Regions from separate parts of the Rattus norvegicus genome. Here region 1 is linked to region 2. A link is a contact called in public Hi-C data. All regions are on one chromosome and are shown on one strand. Each heading gives the region's core, a stretch centred on a gene start, on an enhancer-like site or on the middle of the called end of the contact. The rest is flanking DNA. Distances are from core to core; before and after follow the strand shown.

Region 1 (4,803 bases), core at 2,258-4,757, 1.8 Mb after region 2:
GTGGTTGCTGGGAACTGAACTCAGGAACTCACAAAAAGCAGTAAAAGCTCTTCACCATGGAGCCATCTCTCCAGTTCCACTGTTGTTTGTTTCTTACTATGTATACAGCATTCTGCCTGCATGTACACCTGTATGTCAAAAGAGGGCACCAGATCTCATCATAGATGATTGTGAGCCATCACATGGTTGTGGGGAATTAAACTCAGGACCTCTGCTGAGCAACCAGTGCTCTTAACCTCTAAGCCACCTCTCCAGGTCAGGGATAACATTTTTAGCATGAAGGCTTACCAAAAAAACAACAACAAAAAAAAAAACAAAAAAACCAACAAAGCCCATAGCATTATGGGCATGTCTCACTGGTAGAATCCTTATTCTTCATGGACTGTGTTTCAGGGGCAGCAGAAACTGTTATAGACTTAGCTACAGAAAAATGAAAATTTCAAAAGTTCAATTAAAGAGCAAAATTCAATGATAATAGTTACAAAGTTTGTGACGCCTGGGGTTTATTTCTATACCTGTAGCTATTATCTAATACTATGATATTTTAAAGTCAAGAAATAATAGTGAGGGTATACAAGAATTTTTATATAATGGGTATTACCTTTCCTTCAGTATATAACCAAGGTATACAGTGTGTATGTTCTTAATACAATAAGTCTGCTTCAAGAAATATATTACAAACAATTCATTATGGTGAAAATCTTTACACACAAAATATTCTTTGTTTTATAGAAAGATTATCTTTGAGAAATGTATAAATGTGCTTTCCTGACTCACATTTCTTTTATGGATTCATACAAATGATATTTTTCTCTTTCTATTAAAAAGCAAAAATTAGAAGCTTAACATATATATAGCATATATGAGCTATGGTATTTAAAGAGTATATTTGGGGCTGAGGATCATTTAACTCAGTTGGTAGGACACTTGCCTGACATATACAAAGCCCTAGGCTTGATTTTTTAGCCACAGATAAACTAAGTATGGAGTCATAACTGTTACCCCAGCATTTAAGAGGTAGAAACCAGAAGATCAGATCAATCTCAGCTACAGCTAGCTTGGACTACATGAGACTATCTTTTTTCTTTTTAAGGTACATTTTATCATAGTGTTAATATTTTTTTAAAGAGTCTACTCTACATTTTCAGAAATATGACAAATAATAATAACATGACATGTAACACTGGCAAGATACATGTTAAGAGCCTATTGGGCTATTATGTAAACCATCACTTCCTGAAGCAGGTACTAATACCATCTAATGATGAATTAAATTTGTGGAGAACATGCCATGCAGATGTGAAGCCAATCATCAAGAGTCTCCAGCCACTACAAGAAAAACAGAGGAGTATGCACCCATTTCCTTGATCTCTTATACTCTACATGGCTTTGCAAGATGCTTTCCTGTTGCTAAATACCCAGGTAAAGAATTTTCTTTTTAAACTTATAAAGATTCATCTGTATGTGTGTGAACGATTACCTGAATGTATGTCTATGTACCATGTGCCTGCCTGGTGCCCATGGAGGTCAAAAGAGGACAAGGGAATTGGAATCCCTAAAATTAAGAGTTACAGATGGTTGTGGGCCACCATGAGGTACTGGTACTCGAACCTGGGTCATCAACAAAATCAACAAGTGCTCTTAAATACTGAGTCATCTCTCCATTCACAAAAGACTTATTTTTATTACAACATATTCAGAGCTCAGAACAAAGTATTAAGTGGAAAGAAAGCCATGGTTAGATAACTGTTCCAACACTATAGAACACTATGAAATATGTTATATTTATAAAGAAAACTTTTTAAAAAGCTGGCACAACAGCTCAGCAGTTAAAAGAAAGTAATGTTTTTATAGAAGGCCCAAGTTCAGTTCCCAGGACCCATGTTTAGTGGCTCCAGCCCCAAAGGGTGGGCACTGCACTTATAAGCACTCATACATGCATGCAAACATGCATGCACACACAATTAAAAATAAATCTTTAAAACGCAGTCTTAAAATTACTCTGAAGAAATCATCACATACATACTGAACAAAATATGCATATTGAAAGTACACTTCTGGGCACTTTTTGGTGTGCTAAGGAAAAATATGATGAAAAGAAAGCGAACAATGTTTTACGTAGAAAAATGTTCACAGCTTTTCAAATGATTATGTGGTCAAGGTGATTGATATTAAATATGAGACTGGGTAATTAATACATGGGTTGGGTCCCAGTACCTCAAATAGCAGCTTAGCTCAGCTCAGGGTAGACTCTTACTCAGTAAACACTTGCATTCTTCAAAAACCCTGTAACATGGTTCCAATTTGTTAGGAAACACCATTACTGTCTTACCTGCTCCCCAACCTCTAAAAAGGGAATCTACTTCTCTATTAACTCAGCCTCCAACACATCAGAGCCCCAAGCTAGTTCCCAGGCTATTTCAGCCAACCTGTCCTCCTCCCAAATAACATAAGCCCTTATACCTGGCAGCTCTCAACCATCATTTTGGCTTTTCTCTGCTCCCATAGCCCGGGCTATTGCCTGCCTGCTACTTTCTCCTCTCCCTCTCTCCCTCACTCCCTCTCTGATCTATAACAAAAATATAAAACTCTTCACCATGGAGTGGTCATGTTGGTTTCTTTACTAAGCCCCTAGCTTACAACATGTAAATGAGATTTATTGTGATAAACATGTGCATGTGTGCGTGCAAAGAAGCTGTGTCTGCAGACTCATTGACAGGAACTGCAGAGACCTGTGAGAATACAGATGCTACAAGTCCAGAGTTTAATTAACTTACCTTGAACTAGTTCTAGCCCTAGAGAAGAATAGCCATTCCACATCTATACTGGAACATCCTGTGACTAACAGTAACCTTTTGGAATCTCTTCATGTAGATCACTAGCTTCCACCAAGGCGAAAGCTCAGACAGCAGACCTAGTTCCTTGATGTATATCCTCCAATGTATTTTAAATTTGCTTTATTCTCTAAAACTATAAAACTTCTTGAAATTGCTTCCACGTTGGAACATGGCATTTGGAGTAAGCTAAATCTGTGTTGTCAGGCTATGGTCAGTCAAAACAGCTCCAGGTACACTCTTAACCTTCTCTAAGAAGACAGTCGCGGTTATTGAGCTGATCTGTGTGTTTGTAAAAAGATGTTAAAAGCATCAAGGCAGACAGGTATGGATATCTGTATGTTTAAATGTACCTTTACCGGGGAGAAGGCCTACAAGGCAATTACCATAAAATATACATAATGATAAGCACAAGTACTGCTCTCATTACACTTTACAGAAATTTCTAGACAGAGATGAAACTGAGTCTTTATTACAAGAATGTCCACATCCCCAGAACAAGTAAGGGAAACAATGACCAGACCTTTCAGAGGAGAAGAAATACTAAGAAGCCTAATGCCTAGAATGCTCCACAGGAGAATAGCAATTTAAAAAGTAAAGCATTCTAAGTCCACAGACCCTGAATTGTAAGGCAAGAACCTCTAGAATGCCGCAATCAATGGCATCATCCCAGCAGGCAAAAAAACGCCAACTTCCCCTTTTTTTTCAAACACAAAGGGCGGGTGAACCTACGCACGGGGTCACATCCTAGGGCAATACTGCCACCTAATGGTCAAAGAAACTGACTCACGTACTTCAGAAGAAAGGCTTGTTTTAAACTAGCTTCCTGCTAGGAAATGTCATACCTGAGAAAATAATGAAATGGCCAAAACCTTTACAAAATACATTTATATTTTACCAACCAGAATGGTCCTAACCCAGAAAATGATATTCACCATATAAGCGTTCCCTGCTATAGCCCTTGGTTTCTATCCAAGAAATAGCAGGCCTTGAGCCTGTACAGAAATAGTGAGGTCTCTTCAACTCTCCTTCTTGGAGCCTACCAAGACATACCTTCCCAATGTGCAATTGCTGGTAGGCTGATGGCTGGGACTGCTGATCTCCAGAAACAGCTGACCCAACCACCATCATATACCAGTCCTTTGGACAGGCCTCCCATTCAAGTCAGCCTTGGAACCCATTCCTCAGGAAGAGCACTCAGTCTTTCAAAACTCACCCTAACTACCCACCACAGAGTCAAGGACAGAGAGCAGAAGGCCACTAAACCCTCTTCCTCAAGAACCTTCTGGTTTCTCTTTAGTATACCTGCCCTTTGTCATGCCCCAGGCAGCAGGAAAGACCGTGTCTGTCTATCAGTCAGTAATAGACAGGTGTCCTGAATGTATCTGAGTCCCTGGACAAAGATAAGAAAACTGTAGGCTTTTAAAATGATTTAGATCTATTCCCACATAACTGAAAAAGAAATCATATACGCAGTAACAAAACAAGCTTTCACTTTAAACACTATCAAAGACAGACATGGTTTTCTGAAAGGTAGGTTTTTAGACCCAATTTCCTTTCTGTCCCATCTGTCAGTCCTTCTCTAGGCCTGTTTCCCCTCAGTTTTAAAAAAGGGACAAACTGAAGTGATCCGCCTGCAGGGGGAGCTGGAATTACACACCATGGACTGAAGCAGCACTTGTCTCAAAGGAACCTGACAAGGATAGCCTGGAGTCTCTGAGACTGCACAAAGCCCCCTTCCTTCTCTTCCTACCCAGCCTGAGCACCACTAAAAACTACAGAGACAAAGGGTTGGGGATTTAGCACCACTAAAAACTACAGAGACAAAGGGTTGGGGATTTAGCTCACTGGTAGAGCGCTTGCCTAGGAAGCACAAGGCCCTGGGTTCGGTCCCCAGCTCCGAAAAAAAGAACCAAAAAAAAAAAAAAAAAAAAAAAAAAAAAACTATAGAGATTTGAATTCTTTTATT
Region 2 (4,884 bases), core at 327-2,826:
TCTAGGTAAGCATTTCTTTCCCTATTGCCATTTAAATTACCACATTTTCCCTTTGAATAGAGGTAAAAAAAAAAGAGGGAAGGACCGGCCTATTGGAATGACAATCACCAGGTTTGAGGTGAAATGGGACTCCATTTTTTTATGCTTTACCAACAAACCTGACACCCAGAACGTTCACAATCGTCACTGTTATTCATGGACTAGCTCACATATGTATTTTCCTCTTGCTATGATTTGGTCACCTATCCTCCCCACTTCCCAGTGCAAGACCTAACCACAGCAAGGACTCCATACAGATTTGTGGTACGAGATGAGAAGGAATTGTGAGCCTTGAGTCAAACTTGTTTTTTTTTTTTAACATAAGCCTCATTCAGATTAGCTATTAGCTTCATGAAAATAAGGATTAGAGTCTAAAAACACAAATAGTACTTATTTGGAAATCTCCTATGCTACTCGTTCATCAAGAATAAACTGCTGCGTACTTCTTAGCAAAACAGTCAAGGCCTACAGCCCTGTATCACACTTCCCTCACAGACTTAGAATTACAGCCATGCTGCCCCAGAACAACCTTGCCCTCTGGCTTTCATTCTGGAAACACTAGGCCTAAAAAGCCTCCCAACCCATATGGTAGATGTCACTCACCCTTTAAAGCCCACCCCAAATTCCCCCTTCCTCTTTGATGGTTCTTGATGGACTCCCCCCTTCCTCTTGGATGGCTCTTGATGACTAACAGGCATTCTTGCTCCATCAAGAGCCATCTCTACCCTCCACGATTCCTGAATACCTTGAACAAGCACATTTTATGGTACTTGAGTTCGATCATCATATTATAACTTGTCTTCACTTACTAAATCCCGTCTTACTCAGGAAAAAATACCTACTTCTCAAAGCTCTCTTCACAATCTCCTCTGTGCAGGCATTAGGCCTTGAGTACATCCTTACTTGAGCTAAGCATTTTTAAATGGAAAAAAATTCCAATATACACAAAAATAGAAGAGTATAGTAAATCCCCACACAGTTTTAATTTATCAACCAGTGAACAGTTTACTTGTCTCTCCCTACACCTTGGTCTGTCACGAAAATCAAAACACCGCAGTTTTTTTTACAAATTACAAGTAACTCATGTGAAATTACTCAACGCAATCAAATACCCATTTCATCCAAGCATACTTTAAAAAAAAAAGAAAGGAAGGAAGAAAGAAAGGCTTTTCGACGCCTGTACTTGTTTCTCTTCTTTTTAAATTTGTGGAAATAACAGGAAAACGGAGAAGAGCTGGGAAAAGGTACAATTAAGTTTCAGAGAGCCTGGATGTCCCAGATGAGAAAGAAAGAATCTGACCTGATTTCGTCTGGGAAAAAAATCTATTTCACTACTTCTCCGGAGGAGGAGGGTGCGACTTGAGTCCAGTAGATGCCGGAGGAGGCGCCGAGGGGAGAGTGGTACTACCTCCACTGGGAGTCCCTTCAGGATAATCCCACCGCGGAGCCAGGACACAGCGCTTTTTTGGAGGCTTGGGTTCCCGCGTGTTTCCTGGTGGGAGCGTGGATCTCCCGGAGGCACAAGGTTGGTCCCCCATAGGTATGACAGGACCAGAGCGTTAATTTCCTCTGGTGGGCCCTGCGCAAGGCCGAGATCTGAGATGGCGGATCCCCTCCAGGCACAGGGCTGGCTTCCTCCTGGTTTCGCTGTTACCGTATTTCCTGTATCCTGAGACGTATATCCCTTCTCCGCCTCCTCGGCGCTCCGCACCCCAGCCCATTTTAACCTTTCTACGAGAACGGAATGCAAAAAAAGTGCACATTTAAAAAATGCTTCTCCACAGCACATCTCTCCCACAGTTTAATTAGATATATGGAGAGTTTTATACCATTTAATTTTAAAAATACTAATTTGCCTGTAACTTGCCAACTGCACACGTGTTAATGAATGGGTGTGTGGGATGGTCGCGGGAGTGCTGTAACCAAAGAAATTAAGCGTTTTGCACTGCAGTCACTTACGCACATCACAGAGCCACGAAAGGGGTATCTAAGAAGCTGTGTACAAATATGCTGCCTTATTGATTACAGTGTTAAATTGAAAGCCGATTGTGGAAAACGGATGCACAATAAATTCATCATGTGTCATACAAACCAATGCCTCTGTTTATTTCATATTTTAAAATTTTTGTCATCCTTAAAAACGTACTGTATTTTTCCTCAATCCAACAGCCAAGATCTCTTTGAAAACAGACAACTGGTAGCACTCCATGTTTAATTGGCAAGATTTTATTTCTTTTTTAGGGTTTTGGAAAACAATGACTCATCTTACTATTGTGGTATGTTATATTCTATGTTATATGGTAAGAAGCTAGAAACAGTTATCAGAAGGTGCACAAAACAGAGAAAAGGCTTCTGAATTTCTTTGACAGGCATCACACTCTATAATCTTAATGTCTATGTCACTTGCCTGTTCACAAGCAAAACCACACTTTTCCACTACCACAGTCATTGTTTTCTAATGGAGAAATATCAATCCATCACATCACAAGAACTCTCTTTTCATACACTGCACCTCTTAAAAACTCTGTTGTATTTCATTAATTGAAGTATTGAAATTTGGATTTCTACCTATGATAATATACGTGCAAAATGATACCATATTAAGAACAATCCATTTAAACCAGTTACTGCCATAGCTAACTCACACCTCTAAAATGGCTTCCTTCCTCCAAGCACCAGCACAGCCTCTTACATAAAGAAGGTACCAATCGATATTTGGTAAAATTCAAAGGCCCTATAGTTTTTTTTAATTAAAAGATTAAAATCTAAGAACATCACTTCCTTTTTTGCCTTCCCTACCTCCAATATGACCCCCCAGTTAAGCCCTTCTGGATCAGTGTATCAACTGCTACCATCAGCACCAGAAAATCCTAATGAAAAAAAAGTGAGGGATATTGAGAGAACGCTTTAGAACCAGAAGAACATTTGTACTTAAACATGAGAGCAGTCAACATCCTAGAATTAATAGTTGAAGTTATGGGTGTGGGTACTACGCCGAGAAAAAATAGAGGCAGAAATATGAATCAAATTCGGGTAGGTCATGGCAGATGGAAGAAAAACTGTGTCAAAGTTAAAGGAAAAAGTGAGCACAAAATCAGAAAGCTGTGGCCTAGAATTTCTGAAACTTAAGCTGTTGACCTTTGAGGGTAGAACATTGTGTGTGTGTGTGTGTCTGATGGTGACCTGTCAGTACACTGTAGGATGTTTAATAATATTCTAAGCTATGACTCTACCAGTAGTACTTCCTGCCCCTCTGTTATGATAACCAAAAATACCACAAGACATTGCCAAATGCCTTCTGGGTAGCCAATTCCCTTCAGTGAAATTAATTAATCTATGCCTTATCTTGTACCTTTGCATCTCAGCAAATGTTAGTCCTTCACTCCAATGTATACTGCAGACGTTATATTGTTCAAATTAAAGACCATATCAGTTCTCAAAATAATTAGCCTTGTCATAATTTTTTTGTGCAGGTTCCCATTAAAAATATGTAAAACCACACATATCAGAGTAAAGATTGAGGTTCAATTGTTTCATTGCTATAGTTTTAACAAGTTTAGAGAGATGAATGATAGCTTTGGTAAAATGACAAGAATTAAAATTCTAGCAAAATCAGGAAGGTTTGATTATATAACAAATTTGGCTTGAGTTTCAACTTAGACTGCTATAGTCACTCTGGACTATTTATAATATAACTAGATTTATTTTGAGTTTTACCTTTATTTTCAAGACAGTGGTAGTTTGTGTATGCTTGGCCCAGGGAGCGGGACTATTAGGAGGTATGGCCTAGTTGGAGGAAGTGTGTCACTGTGGGGGTGGTCTTTAAGACCCTCATCCTAACTGCCCAGAAACCAGTCTCCTCCTGTTTGCCTTTGTAACAAGATGTAGAACTCTCAGCTCTTTCTCTATCACGCCCACCTGGATGCTGCCATGCTCCCTCCATGATGATAATGGACTGAACCTGAGAGTCTGTAAGCCAGCCCCAATTAAATGATGGCCTTGGAAGAGTTGCCTTGATCATGGTGTCTGATCACAGCAGTAAAGCCCTAAGACAGACAGAGTTTCAGTAAGACTTGGAAGATTACCTTGAACTCTTAGCCTCTTCCTTCCCCTCTCAAGTCCTGGCATTACAGGCATTTGTCACTACTCCTGGTTTATGCATTGCTTGAGACGGAGGAACCTGGACCAATTGAACTCCACCCCCAGGCCAATTTGTTTGTTTCTGATTGTGGTAAAATATACATTGCTTATTTTTCACTATCTTAGTCATTTCTAAATATACAGGCCAGTAGTGTTAAGTATGTTCACCTAATTCTATAGCCAGTCTCTCATTATAGCCAGTTTATTCTCATTAAACTCGCAGCCCATTTTTGTCTTTCCCTAGCAACCATTTTTCTATTTTTTTTTGTTTTTGTTAGAGAACAAGCTCCTTTTTCCTCAGAGGTTTCAAAACAATCTCCCCACCCCCAAATTCTTCAAGTTAATCTATTCATGTAACATTTTCATAAAATGAAAACTAAAAATGATTTAGAGGGACATCACACAGTTTTTTTTTCTTTTGCATTATTTTGTTGAACAAATATGACTAGGGATGTTTTATAAAACTAAAAGATACAAGGAAGAAAACAGAAAGTTGACAACTTATCAGCTTGAAGAACCTTATTTTATTTTTGCTGCTTGTTTTTACAACACGGCTGACTATGTAGCCCAGGCTGGCTTAGAACTCATTATGTGGGTCAGGATGACCTCAAACAGAGTCCTGCCTCTCTGCCTCTGCCTCTGCCTCTCTGCCTCTCTGCCTCTCTGCCTCTCTGCCTCTCTGCCTCTCTGCCTCTCCTCTGCCTC

The links. Hi-C and Micro-C count contacts between places; a contact is called where the count stands out from the background.
Region 1: a contact with region 2 is called in a Hi-C map of the A7r5 cell line, with 9 times the contacts expected there. The contact joins the enhancer-like site here to the promoter of Nbdy in region 2. A contact is called at or near these places in 5 of 12 Hi-C or Micro-C datasets (the A7r5 cell line, Schwann cells, frontal cortex and 2 more).

What each region holds. Positions count from the first base shown.
Region 1 is chrX:22,811,389-22,816,191 of GRCr8, forward strand. All of the region lies in intron 1 of Vcf2 (VCP nuclear cofactor family member 2), which reads right to left. Among named protein-coding and RNA genes, the nearest start is that of Vcf2, 6.9 kb to the right of the region's middle. Within about 2 kb of position 3,508, at least 29 of the 93 cell types and tissues checked have an H3K27ac peak or open chromatin away from gene starts, as enhancers often do. A contact at or near this core is called in kidney, where this site is marked.
Region 2 is chrX:20,963,545-20,968,428 of GRCr8, forward strand. Nbdy (negative regulator of P-body association) reads right to left here and starts at 1,577. Exons shown (of 1, transcript XM_063280549.1): 1 at 1,371-1,577. The coding sequence starts at 1,577. The coding sequence ends at 1,371.